2 separate regions of the Gadus morhua genome follow, and region 1 is linked to region 2. A link is a contact called in public Hi-C data. All regions are on one chromosome and are shown on one strand. Each heading gives the region's core, a stretch centred on a gene start, on an enhancer-like site or on the middle of the called end of the contact. The rest is flanking DNA. Distances are from core to core; before and after follow the strand shown.

Region 1 (6,923 bases), core at 3,614-6,113, 170 kb after region 2:
ATAGATGAATAAAGTACTCTGAATCTGATTGTTTTGTGGGCATACAAGTAAACAGAAGGAGGTTGTGATTCGGGAAAATAAAATGTCACATGAGTAACGTGTGTGGGGGGGAAGTTGAAATAAACAACTGATAAACATCAAAGTCTTTCTATTGAAGACTGACACGGGTTGGATCATTCCTCCATGCAAACAGAGGTTGATTGGGATTTTGCATTGACATATGTATAATAGATATGATAACCCCAACAGAGAACTACATACCTGTTCCCTGAGCTGGTCCTGGGTCAGGCAGTCGGAGACGTTGACACAGCCCAGCAGGCAGCCAGTAGGGTAGTCTTTGGGAAACCTGGGCTCTGCAGTGATGACAAACAGACAGTGGTCAACAGCTTTACACAGCATCACCTCTGGAGAAACGGTCCCAGTAGCCACACATTGACACCCACATCCTCAGGGCGCTTAAGATTGAGCTAGCTCAAAGTAAAAACGCTAGAACTAGAGCGTCTGTAGTGAGCACGAGCCAGCGTACCTTTCTTGTAGAGCTGGCAGTACATGGACTCCACCTCAGCTATTTCCTGAGGAGTTGGCTTCTTGGCCGCAGCGGAAATCCATAGGCGGCCCCTGTGGGACGTGTACCAAGTTCGCCCCTCCATTCTAAAATGAAAAATGTGGCACATTTGGTACCCATAAGCACATTTGACTGTCCTATGGCATGTGTTGGTATTTGGATAGGTTGCGGTTCCGCTCACCTCTTGATGCCCTTGACCAGCAGCGAAGCCCACGGCTGGTGCATGCTTAGGCACCAGCCTCCATCAGAGATCTCCTGCAGCTCTCGGTCCTGGAGCCTCAGCCTGGATCGCTCTGGCCCAGCCTTGTCTTCCGGTAAAGCCACACCTTTCTCTGGTTGCCGCATGGAGCTGCCCCCTACGTCCACCCACTGGGAAAACACAAACTTTGTTTCAGTGGAAATATCGCTTGTGAAAGCTTATCATAATGATGAAAGTAAATACAAATTGTGGAGGGTCAAGTGCATCAATTTGGTTGGTTTGCATTAAAACATCTCTTTAAAAGGCCTCCAGGTGTGTCTAGGTGGACACACCCACTTGTGATGTCACTATGAAAACCATTCCTTCCCTGTGCCAAACGGCGTGTACCAGCTAATCACACCCACACCTGGAGCCATGACATGAGCCCTTTAAGCAAAGGCAATACGAAGCATTGGTGGATGTATTTAGAAAAGTAAGGACTTTTTTCCCAAATGTCTTCCACGGTTCAAAAACATTTTAAAGTAAATGCAACAGATAATGAATCCAACCCTGTAACCAAGGTGACTGGACACTCACTCGGGGAGCCGCCTGTACAATGTTAGGGTTGACCAACCCTCCGAGGGGCTGCTGCCCGCCGTGGTCCCCAGAGCGCCGTGGGGACTTCAAGAAAGAGTCAGTGCTTATTGCCTTTACAGCCTCATCCAGCCTGCAATCATTACACTTTGTCAGAGGAGAGTCTACCTGTCTTTCTTAATAATTGTATTTGTCCAGAAAAGCAGATAAATAATATAAATAAATCATGATCACAAAATCAAAAGAAAGATGGATGTCTATACTCACTTATTGTAGTACTGGCCAAAGTTCTCTCCCTCATCAAGAACTTGTCTACCAGCAAAGTCCAGGGTGATCTTCCTGTCTTTTCGCGAAGCATGGCGCAGTTCCCGTAGCTCCTCGTCCTGCTTCCTCAGCTTCTCCCGTTCACTTGGTGACAACCACTGGTTGGAATCGGTGGCAAAGTAGTCCGACTCATCGTCCAGGACCTGGGTTCTCCTCACACTGTAAACACATGAAAAACACATCAAGACCATGATGATGAACGAATGAACATAAACAATTTGATTCTTTGTAAAAGGTTTAACACCACCGTATCTTTACGATCCCCAACATGTTGTTTTAAATGTATGACAAAGGCATTGTAGCCAAGCCATTCTTCTGATTCTATAACCCCCACAATTGTTGCTATTACAGAAGAAAAATGGTGGTGATATTAATAGCACTATGGATTCCATAATACCTGTTCTTATCATACTCCAGAAGTTTGTCTTTATGTTGGAGCGCCTTTTCTAAGCCTGCGTTCATCCGAGCTTCCTGGTGTGGGAGATAATCTCTGTCTGAGGACTCTAAAAGACACAGCCCAGCACCATGAGACAAACATAAAGGAAAACATCAGCCCTTTAAAGTGTAATTCCGGCAAATATTTAACCCAGGGTCTTTTTCGGCATGAAAACACTTAAAATAAGCCCTCCAGACCCTTTTATCATTGATTAATGAGTATAGAGCTCCCCTGCAACAACACTGACAGCCAAAATGGATTCCAGGTTAAAAACAACAAAGTTGTTGAAGCTTTGTTTTATGTGTAGGGACCCTAGTCATGCTACTGCAGTGGTATTTTGCTATTTTGAGCAATATTTGTGGTTTAAAAAAATGCAGTTTTGAAGCGTTCGCTGTGCCCCTAGCCAATAGCATGGAGCCATTTGGGCTGTTAGCGTCGCTCCGGGCAAGCTCTATACTCATTGGTCAACCAAAAAAGTGTCAGGAGGGCTTATTTTACGTGTTTTCATGCCGAAAAGGACCCTGGGTTCAATTTTTGCTGGAATTACAATTTAAACTTTTTAGGTTTGTCCTCCTCAATTGAGCTCCTGCTTGTGTTTTCACCCACCCATGAGTTTCTTTCGCAATTTGAGGCTTTTGTTGGAGTCCCGCTGAAGAATCTCTTGCTCGTCTCTGGTGCACACCTTTATTTGTGGGTGAGTGAAGGTGTAATCAAATCAACTGTATTTAAATAAACAGAATAACATTCACAATAATACCATTACAATATAATATTGATATATCAATTTGGTGAAGTACATTTTGGGTACAAAAACAACAACAATACAATCATGTTGCTAATAAAAACCATGCATGGTGACTAGATTACTATTGTTATTACTTTTCTTTTCACTCTCTCGTTCTCCCACTAGGTTTCTCTAATTTTCTCTCTGCCTACCCCCGGGCCTCTCACTCACCAGGTTTCCACAGAAGAGACAAGGGCCTGAGCCCTCCTGCTCACACACGATGCGCCCGCAGCTGAGGCAGTTGTTGATGAGGTTGTGCTTCTGAGCAAGGCACTCGCAGCCATGGCGCCCCGGGAGCATGACGGTCAGCTTGCCCTCACCCTCTTTAGCGTAGAGATTGACAAACTTGTTCTTCTTCTTGGAGGAGGTTGTTAGGCTGCCTTCTTGGGCCTGTGGATGGAAGCAATGGCGGAGAGGAGAAGTGTCAGCAAGTGTTTGTATGTATTGAAGCTGGCAGCCTCCTTAAAACCATTTGCAGATAGATTGATATCTCTCTCCTCTGGAGCAGGCTAGATCTAATATATATACACACACACACACACACACACACACACACACACACACACACACACACACACACACACACACACACACACACACACACACACACACACACACACACACTTTGTATTTCAGTTAAGGAAAATACTTTGAATCAGATGTTGTATTTGAGTGTTGATAACTACAAAATAAGAAGAACTATTTCATTATAAAACTAGCACTTCTTAGTTATTATAGAATAGGGCCCTCAGGAACACGCCAAAACGTGACTTGGTGAATTGATGGATTAAAACGTCAGTGACTGGGTTTTACTAGTTGTACTTTCCTTGAACAGTGAACTATATAGTCCTTGCCATGTTCAAATCTCTTTCAACACATATGACTGACAGTGAAAAGGGCTTCTTAAGTAAGGATCAAAGCTACAACAACATTTTATGCGGCTATGGATGCAAACATTGTGAATGGACAATTCTTCCATTGTTGTGTCCCGTTGTTGTAATCCATTATTAATGTAGGTGAAACAATATTGTAATTTTTCAAGGAAGGATGATTTATATATGTGAGCTGTACTTACCTTTATGAGGTCAATGGGGGTCCTGACAGCCTCTGGTTCAGGTTCCGCTGGGCTCAAAGTTATGACCTCCTGCTTGTTCCGGCCCTTTCTCTTCTTTTTCTGAGAGTCTTTGGTTACGTCAAAAACATCTGGGCAAAAATAACTCGTGTCAGTACTAGTGTGTAGAACATAAAACGTGTCAGTGAATGTTAAATTGCCTTAATGTGAATAATCATTAAAACATTTAAATGTCAACGTTAGGTTAGTATTCATGGATACTACTAACCATCTCCCATTCCTGATTCCTTTGGAAGAAAATGAGCAGGGTTGTTGTCCGTGACGAGCCTCTGGGTCCTCTGCCATCGGATCAGGAGCTCATCAATAAAATGTCTCTTTCTCCCGTCTGTTCCTTGGAGCAGGTCTCCCACATATTCCTCTATCTCTTCCGCAGTCTCAATGTCTAAAATATATCTGAAAAGCACAATGATACGATTTATGGACGGTTGTAAACAATCAAAGTATTGCCAATGAGCTACACTGTATATATCAGTTCTGACAGCTAACACAATTAATCTAAAGTAGTATAAACATTTATAGTATGCAAGAAATCTTTAAATAGTGGGTAAGCTATTTACCTGACAGACAATACAGCTGTTTAAACTGAAGCGTTACCATTGCATATTTATAAAAACACGTTACTGCTGCTAACTAGCTAGCAGACAACAAGCAGCCAGCTTCTTATATTTCACTTACCGGACAATGTCGTCACATGCCTCAAGCCCGAACTTGTGGTGTAACTGGTCGACACACCAGCTAAGCAAAGCATCGGACATTTCAATAATCAGTAGAACCAAATGTAAAATATCTATATATTTCTTCACAACCGGCAAATGATACCACGTCGCAACACAAAAAGTCTTCCTGCCTAATCAGAGTAGTGATCGAAAGTTCCGCCCCGAACAGACACTCTCCCAAAATAAAACTGTAATAATAAAATTAAATATTCTGGAAAATATAAGATAATATATATGTATAGAATAAATATTAGACTTAATATTAAAACGTCCAATAAATACCTCAAATGTGCTAGTAATGTACGTTGGGGAATATGTACCTATTCCATATGGTCACTGGGTGGCAGCTCCACATTCTTAAGAAAGTTAGTTTCAGGTTTTTCTAGCATTTGCAGATATCCTGAATATGGTGAATATTGCTTTTGTCAGGCTATTGAATATAATGCTCAGTATTACTGAACAGATTTTGTTATCTCACTATTCACAGAAAATAGCGACGGTATTTTATTTTACATAATAAAAACGGAAACATTAAATGGGACATTTGTTGAAAAATGAAAAAATAAACCATACAAAGAAAGTCTTTACGAAGTTTAAAACGCATTATGTATTTGGTATTTTTAATCAGAAAAGATCTAACTTAAAATGATTATGCCTCAAGAAAATAAGTCCATAATGGGTGATGTTTCTTTAGTTAGTTAATTATTTATATGGTTATATTGTCTTTGATGAGATAATTACCATATTGGTAAAGCGATACATTCTTTATAGAGGCTATGTGAAGATATGCTCATGTGCTCACACAAACAAACACATTAATTAAATGTGCAACATATGACTCACTAAATTCAACATGAGCATTAAAAGGTTAGTACAGGACGATGGGTAATAATGGATGATGAAAACAACAACAACCAAATGTCTGCAATTCATTCTCCATACACAAAAACGTAATTGATAAGCAGTTTGTGTTCTGTATCTCTGTCTATAATACGTAACTGGATTGTGTTTTGTATTTCTGGATATAGGTAATGCAAAACTGAAATTTCATTTCGTATATATCATAGAGGATGTAGTTCTCATAGTAAATGATGCAATACAGAATTATACTTTATAGCATCATATTGTGGGCCTGGATACATGTTATACAGTTGACCCGTCTAAGACATACACTTGCTGGTAATCCATACATAATGATTATTAGACTGACTGGTATCCTACATCAAAAAAGGAAAGTTATCCATAACAATAAAAACATTTGATTGGTTTCACGATTGAATGTCTTGACCAGAAATCCCATTTTCAGAAACAGCCACTTCAGTTGAAGAACTCCTTAGAAATGGCCTCCACAAAGTTAGGCGCTGGCATGAGGAGGTCGAGGGTGCCGAGGAGGGTAAATAAATAGTAAGACGGTAGCGGTCTATGACAGACGCAGCAAACTTCCACTCGTTGCACAAAGGAAAAACCACTCGTTGCTCAGCATCTCCTCCTCGTCTTGGTCTCGGAAGCGCTTGCCGACGTAGTGCCCCCCCTTTCAGGATCTTTCCCCAAATCTTGCTCCAGGCTGCCCAGGAGGGACCTCTTGCCGACCTGGCCGGCGCCGCGTTCACAGCCCATCCCCGAGTCGGGGGGTGTGGTGGTGGTGGAGAGAGGCATGGTCTCCAGGCCCCTGAAGCCGATGTAGAGCGGGTTGCTGGTGGCCAGGTGGGAGGATGAGGAGCTGGCATTGAGGTCCACGCTGAACGGACTACTGCACGTGGTCTTGTTGTGGCGGCCCGGGTGCACCCTGGCCTCCCGGGGCGCTTCATACGCAGGAACCAGGCACACCAATTCAGCAGGACCACACAGGTCTGGGGAGGATCAGAATAAGTGTGTCTGTATGCTGATCTAAATTTGTCTGCATGCTGACCTCAATCTATGCTGAAGAGTTTACACTTTACAGCATAGAATAACCTCTAGGCTGTTAACTTGTTCTTATCATTAAGTACAAATGATTCAATTCTAAGTTTAAACTTTTCAAATTTCCACTTGCGTAATGTCACTTTCCTTCTGCAGCCAATTACTCCATTAAAAGAAAATTAATATCTGAACTACGAAATTCTCAAGTAAGTAAGTAAGTTGCTGAAGGGTGGTTGTCAGAAAGTAACTCACAAAAGACTGCCAGTAAGAACATTCATTATGTCTTATATATTTA
Region 2 (6,335 bases), core at 2,238-4,737:
AAATTCTCAAAACTACCTGTTCAATCTTCACATCAGTGTGTCACTTGTGCACATGAAAAAAACAGTTTCTCATTTACTTGAACACGTTGCAAATGCTTTGGTACATCCATGCACATGATTATGTACAATTCTCTGCTCTTTCCTACATTATCAATTGCTTATGTCATGTTGATCAAAATGTATTGTAATGGTCTCTATGGAATAATCTCACCCCCACAACATTTAGGTATTAGTTCATTGCATAAGTCTTTACATGCAAAATGGTTGAACAAGTTGTCATAATATGTCAAGCATATTTTCTATACATTTCTATACACTGGCATTAGAATCTTTTTTTTGTTCTTTTTTTATAAATATGTCCTGAATTGGTCAATTGCTACCAGGTGAATCTTGACTTTCTCTAAAGAAGGGAAATGTGTGAAGTGTTAGATCAACCAACGATCAACCAGTACTGGAATAGCTCAAAGGTGGATCTCCTGAACCATGAACTGGCAAGTATATATATAGCTGGAGCACAACACAATGTTACATTGTCTGAGAATTTGTGGCCCAACAGACAGGAACTGCATCCTTCAGGAGTTGTAGGATGACTGCACTGTAATTCCTACATCAATGCATGTACAGTTTACCCTAAGGAGATTTTCCTATGTACACATTTCTAGCAATGACATGGCCTGTCAAAAAATTACAGTACAAACAGTCAAAGCTCTCTTGCAATCAATCTCCCACATACACTAAGGTGTAACTTACAATTTACAATAATTGTCTTCAAAACTTTTGCCATAGTTTACATCAGAACATCCCTACAGAGTACACTGTTATAGTGACAACATGACTAAGCAATTTGACTGTCTTATCCGTAGACAATGACACAAGGACTTGTCATTCTGATGGCACTGACATGTTCATTGAAACAGATATTTACTTTTGAGAGATGAACTAAGGATTTTGAGCAAGAGACTGGCTTTTGCAGGTAATCCATGGTGTTTTGCTATTTGAACGCATTGTTTTGAGAAATGCACCTACTGCTTTGCAAATTTCAATTCTGATCTGAGAAATGTACCAAAGCGACTGAGGAAAAACTGTAATGTCGCAACCAAGTTGATAGGTGCCAAGGGGAATAATTAAGCGGCCCCTCCCCAAGTGGCACAGCCCAGGTGGGCCTTGAATTGCAATTGGATAGAAAGCTAAAGACGTATCAGCTATGACGACATTGAGCTCTATACGCTATAACAAATAAATGGGAGTAGGCAATAGAGAAGACGAAAATGGGCAGGTTTCAGAAAAGGTAGCATGATTTATCAGTACAAATGTCGCATAGTAGCATAGCCACAGAATGTTTATATTTCTGCAGCCAAAGAACTGAGTCAGCCCAGTGATGCTGATGAGACAGGGCTAGGAGTTGGCAGAGAAAACACAGCTACAGGTGTGCACAGCACAATGCTATTAGTGCAACAAAGGATAGGATGCAGTTACTATGGGGAGGGTTGTAACATTGCAGGAAATTACAGGACAAATTTTATGATTGCAACATATGGAGTAATATTGGAAAATATATGCTATAATATGTAGGCCTCAGATTCCACTTCCATTTTTTCTGAAACTAGAATGGGTTCTTTAGTTGATTTTTCACTTGTGTGTCAATTGTTTGTCATTGGTTTGTAGACACGACAGCTGTGTCAAGTAGCCTACAGGGTTTCATTGTTCAGTGGCTCGTACAAAGTAAAGCACCCCCGTCCGCTCCACCCAATTTGGGTGGGCCTGTCTGCATCATGTAACTCCCGGGCTGAAAGGGAGGTCCACTCCGGCCCTGTTTGTGACTACTCGTGCGAGCAAACTCAGGCGACCACGCGAACAGGAGACAAAATTCGCTTTTGGTGTGAACGCACGGTTAGGCCTACTGATTGCTGTACACGGAAATAGATTGGTGTAAAGAGAGATGGCAAACATTGCAACAATGTCAGAATAACATTTTCAGAAAGAACGAATGCGAAGTCAAGAGAGAATGAGACTGAGACCAAATATATCAATATATACCGATGAATGCACTATATGCGGCACATTTACTTTTAACATTATGACTTTTGATGTAGCAGAATTTAATCAGTCTTTAATTTATTAAATGTAATAAAACATTGATTCGTCTGTAGCCTATAATCGACTGTATTTGACTGTATGCAAGAGCAGTCGACCTACAGTGATTTCCATATGTTGACCAAAATGGACAATTTGGCCTATTTGAAAATGTTAATTCTAATCTATTAATTTCACCAGTGCTCTTCAAATTAGAATTAAAAAGGACGTAGCTGGTAGGCTATTCTTTTTGGCAGTCACTGCGTGGCTTTATGATAAAGGTAGAGCAAACCAAATTCCAAATCAACATGAATATCCTACAAATAACTCATAGACACGACGAATAGCCTACTGGAACAAAAATTAACTCTCATTATAGCTACTACGAGTGTGCTTCCCAGAAGCGTTGATTTATTTTCCAATGTAAAGATGTCCTTTGGTAATTTATGCCATGCTATTTTTCCCTTATATTGTCTCATGTCTTTTATTCTGATCCTGCAAAACATGCAATACTAACGTGAGCCATGTTCTACTCGACATGTCCATCATAATATTAATTCGGGCACCTGACAAACGGTGAGTGGCCGGATGCGGCAAGGCGATGACAACTGTACTGACCTGACTCTATCGGCGGTTATCCTCTGGCTGCAGTGACCATGGGGGTGGCGGTGATGCATGTAGTATCTGTCCCGACCAGGGGCCTGGTCGGATGGCAGGCCCTGGGGGCTAGCTGCGTAGATAGTGCATCCCATGTACACCTTCTGGAAAACTGTCCCCCGGTTCAACCTCTTCTTCCGAATGCGAGCGGAAGGTGGTACACGAATAAACGATGGCTTCCTGCAGGATCCTTCCACCAATCTCACCGCCCTGATGCCAACCAGCTGTCCTTTGGAAAAACCATTGGCTCAGCACATTGCTGTCGGTAGCCGGCTGCCCAGCCCACAGCCACTCTCTATCCCCCCCTTCCGTGGATCTGTGGTCCAGCCCTTCCCCTCCCGACCAGAGGTTTATCACATTTAAGATGTACTCGGGATTATCATCCCTAACAAATCATCATCGCCCTATTTCACAACTGCAGCATTATTTAAATGCATCCGTACACAGAATCTGATGATGGAAGATTTGAGTGCAAAAACAGTATCATGGAAGGAGGCTTACACATCGAGGCTTGCTGATACACCTCGATATATCACAGGTATGACAAACGGCATAAAATAAACCATTACGTGTCTATTCCTCAACAATGCTTTCAGATTTTCTACACAATCGTAATAGTCTACTGCGTCGTGTGACGTCTAGTCTGCTACCTGAAGTGAAAAAATATTTACCTACCCTACTACATATTTAAATGGATCCGTAGGCGAGAAAGGAGATGGAGTTTATCGACCTCGAAAATATTAGTGTTTTTGTTTGACACATTGTTCATGCTAACGTTGACGCGCGCACACAGTGCCTATTTTAAGGTAGACTACTGCTCTCTTGTGGCCAAATGGCCAAATTACACTCGGAGCGTCGGACCCCATAACCAAGTTGTACATACAATATTGAAATAATACAATTATTTCACAAACATTGAAACATAGTCACTGCAGTTTGTATTGGTTCTGTTAATCCCTTTAAGCATGCTCACAAGGACAGACTATCTCATAAAAAGATTTATTTTTTTTTCAGCCCAAATTTACAAAGGCAAGTTACAGAGTATTGTATAAAAGAAGAACCATGGTAATGTACACTTTACACAAACTCCTGACATGGGGGGTGGGGGGTGGGGGGGGGTTCTGAATTTTGTCACATGGAAAGAAATTAACACATTGTAAACATCCTTGCAAGTACCGGTTGAGTGACAGGTACTCTGAGGTTTAGAGTGACAGTAGGTGGGTCAGGTAGGACAAACAAGCAGTTGTCTCTGTTTTTCACAGGAGAGGGTTCAGCTAGGCACCAATTGAGACAACCGCCTGCCAATAAATATGCTCTTCACCAAAGCAAAAAGAAAAAAAAGAAATACACTCCTGCAAAATACAGAGCCAAGCACTTTCCATTAGGATGATAGCAAACATAACTGTTTCTGGCTTTTCATACATTTTAAGTATATATGATTCTTCACTGTGTTTTGTTTTAACTACCGAGATAACATTACTACTCTCAGAGAGAGAACAAATGCACTTTTCACAACCATTGTCTGATAAAACTATAGGTATGCAGCTTTCTGGTACTAAACCCCACTGACTTTAAAGACAACATCACAGCTGCCTAGATTATCCTACCAGATTAAGTACAAAGACAGTCACATTCTTCCGATTCATATCACACCAACGTTCTGCTTTGCAATGCACACACTTCAGAGGCTGTGGCTGACCCCTGCAGAGTGACAATGTCCTGGAACCCTTTGAATTCAGATTGGTGCTTCCTGCATGAGAGTGGTGCCCCGGACACCTTATGGGGGCGATGTGACTTCAGAGGGTATCAAAGTGGAGACGAGTTGGTGGCTTGACATAAATCTCGGATCACGTCAACCATGAAACTATCATATATGCAAGCTAGAAACGTACCCCCACCCCCCCCAAAAAAAAAGAACACATTTAGGAGCAAGGAGAGGTTGAGAGAATAAAACTTGCTGACCACGTGACCACTCTTTACTGATAATTCGGATGCCTCAAACAAACAGAATTCCGTCAACAGATCATAAAAAAAAAAGGAAATGAATGTTGCCGGGCCCATCATACCTGCATTTTTCACAACATAGAAATCACGACTAACTAATGCATGTGCCATTTCCAATTCCCATGAACATGCCTACAACTAAGACATAAAATCCATGTGAATGGCACGTGAATCAGATGTTACATGAAACCCCCAGAGGATTACAGGGAGTAAAGTGAATCGTAATGTTCACAGAGCCTACAATCTTGTTCTTTCTAGGCCCCAATTGAAAAATGCATTTGTTGCTTGGTGTGCAAAATTTGTTGAATGGCTTATGTGGGACTTATTTTAAGGGGTAAAAGTATTTTAAGGGGTTGACATCAACAGGCTGTCCATTTGACATAGTCTGTTCCAAGCTAATCTTTATGCTGTCTATTTTTATTTCTATCTATTTTAAATTGGTTCCTTCTTCGCCTAAGAGGCTTATATTGGTATTAGCAGCTGTTGGGTGTCTGACATCACACCTTAAAGTGAAGCTTCATGTAGCATCAGTGTTTCTTACAATGCATTGATAATGTTTGAATGAAGCCTAACTATCCAAGTGAGTAGCAATGAGCGTTAGTAAAGAAAGAACTAATTATGTGGCCATTTCAATGTGAGGGAAAGATAAACACACACATCTAGGAAAGCAACAATGTTTAAGAAAAAAACAATAATTAATAGTGTTTATTCTCCAATGAGGTGTTTGCGGCCTTTCTGCAAGACATGACATCATCCCTGAAACACAGCGGCAGGGGGGGGGGGGGGATTAATCAATAACAATGGAATGGAAACTTCAATCTCAGGCTCTCGAGTCTCTGCAGAAAGTATTCCCTCTTCCCGTCTAATATAGCCAACACATCTGTCAAGTTAAGGATATACTGTTGTTTCTCGACATATAGTTCAATCATTTCAACATGATTCACTTTATTTTGTCATTTGTTTATTGAGTTCGACTCCCCTTTCCTCTCAGCCAACCCCCCAGAAAAGAATCCCTTGCCAATTTCATTATGCGCATGACAAAACAACAACAATGCAGTCAAAACAACAATAATAAAAAAAAATATATATCTGCTGTCAGTTCTCTTTTTGCATTGTATTTGTTGACAGTGCAAAGACTAGATTATCAGCGGGTTGATGTTTCCTCTGCACTTCGGGCAGAGAGCGATGGCTTTGAACCTGGGTTATATCAGTCCTACTACTGTCCGAGGTTTGGAGAAGTCGGGGGGGTCTCATCCTCTTGTGTGGGGGGCGCGCATTCACCAGAAGGTAACAGGTTGAAGGGGTTGCAGGAGGCGGCGAGTGGGGGGGGGCAACATTCTGTCAGGCATTGGGACAGAAGAACAAAAAATCTAGACAGGAACACCATTCAACTGATGTCCAAAAGGGAACCCCCCGGGCGAGCCTCTTCCCATGTGATCCAGTCACATGAATCTCTGCAGGGTGGAGCTGTGTCGGTCAGGTTTACCTGTCGGCATGGAGAGAAGGAGACAGCAATTGAATGCACTGTTTAGTAAAATCTAAAACATAGGCAAATATGAAATAAAAAAAATGGATAAACATATTGTAGGCATGGATCACTC

The links. A called contact is a pair of places that touch in the nucleus more often than the background predicts.
Region 1: a contact with region 2 is called in a Hi-C map of spleen, with 5 times the contacts expected there. The contact joins the promoter of trip4 here to the promoter of gramd2aa in region 2. A contact is called at or near these places in 5 of 6 Hi-C or Micro-C datasets (blood, gill, gonad and 2 more).

The regions. Positions count from the first base shown.
Region 1 is chr14:17,902,460-17,909,382 of gadMor3.0, forward strand. It overlaps trip4 (thyroid hormone receptor interactor 4), which reads right to left and starts at 4,864. Exons shown (of 14, transcript XM_030377102.1): 1 at 4,689-4,864; 2 at 4,222-4,406; 3 at 3,957-4,084; 4 at 3,053-3,271; 5 at 2,704-2,779; 6 at 2,059-2,164; 7 at 1,605-1,820; 8 at 1,341-1,470; 9 at 747-934; 10 at 527-651; 11 at 262-353. The coding sequence starts at 4,768. It also overlaps the pseudogene LOC115558939.
Region 2 is chr14:17,730,742-17,737,076 of gadMor3.0, forward strand. It overlaps gramd2aa (GRAM domain containing 2Aa), which reads right to left and starts at 3,488. Exons shown (of 13, transcript XM_030377301.1): 1 at 3,406-3,488; 2 at 2,692-2,954. The coding sequence starts at 2,825. znf609b (zinc finger protein 609b) reads right to left here. Exons shown (of 8, transcript XM_030376382.1): 8 at 3,714-6,220. The coding sequence ends at 6,177.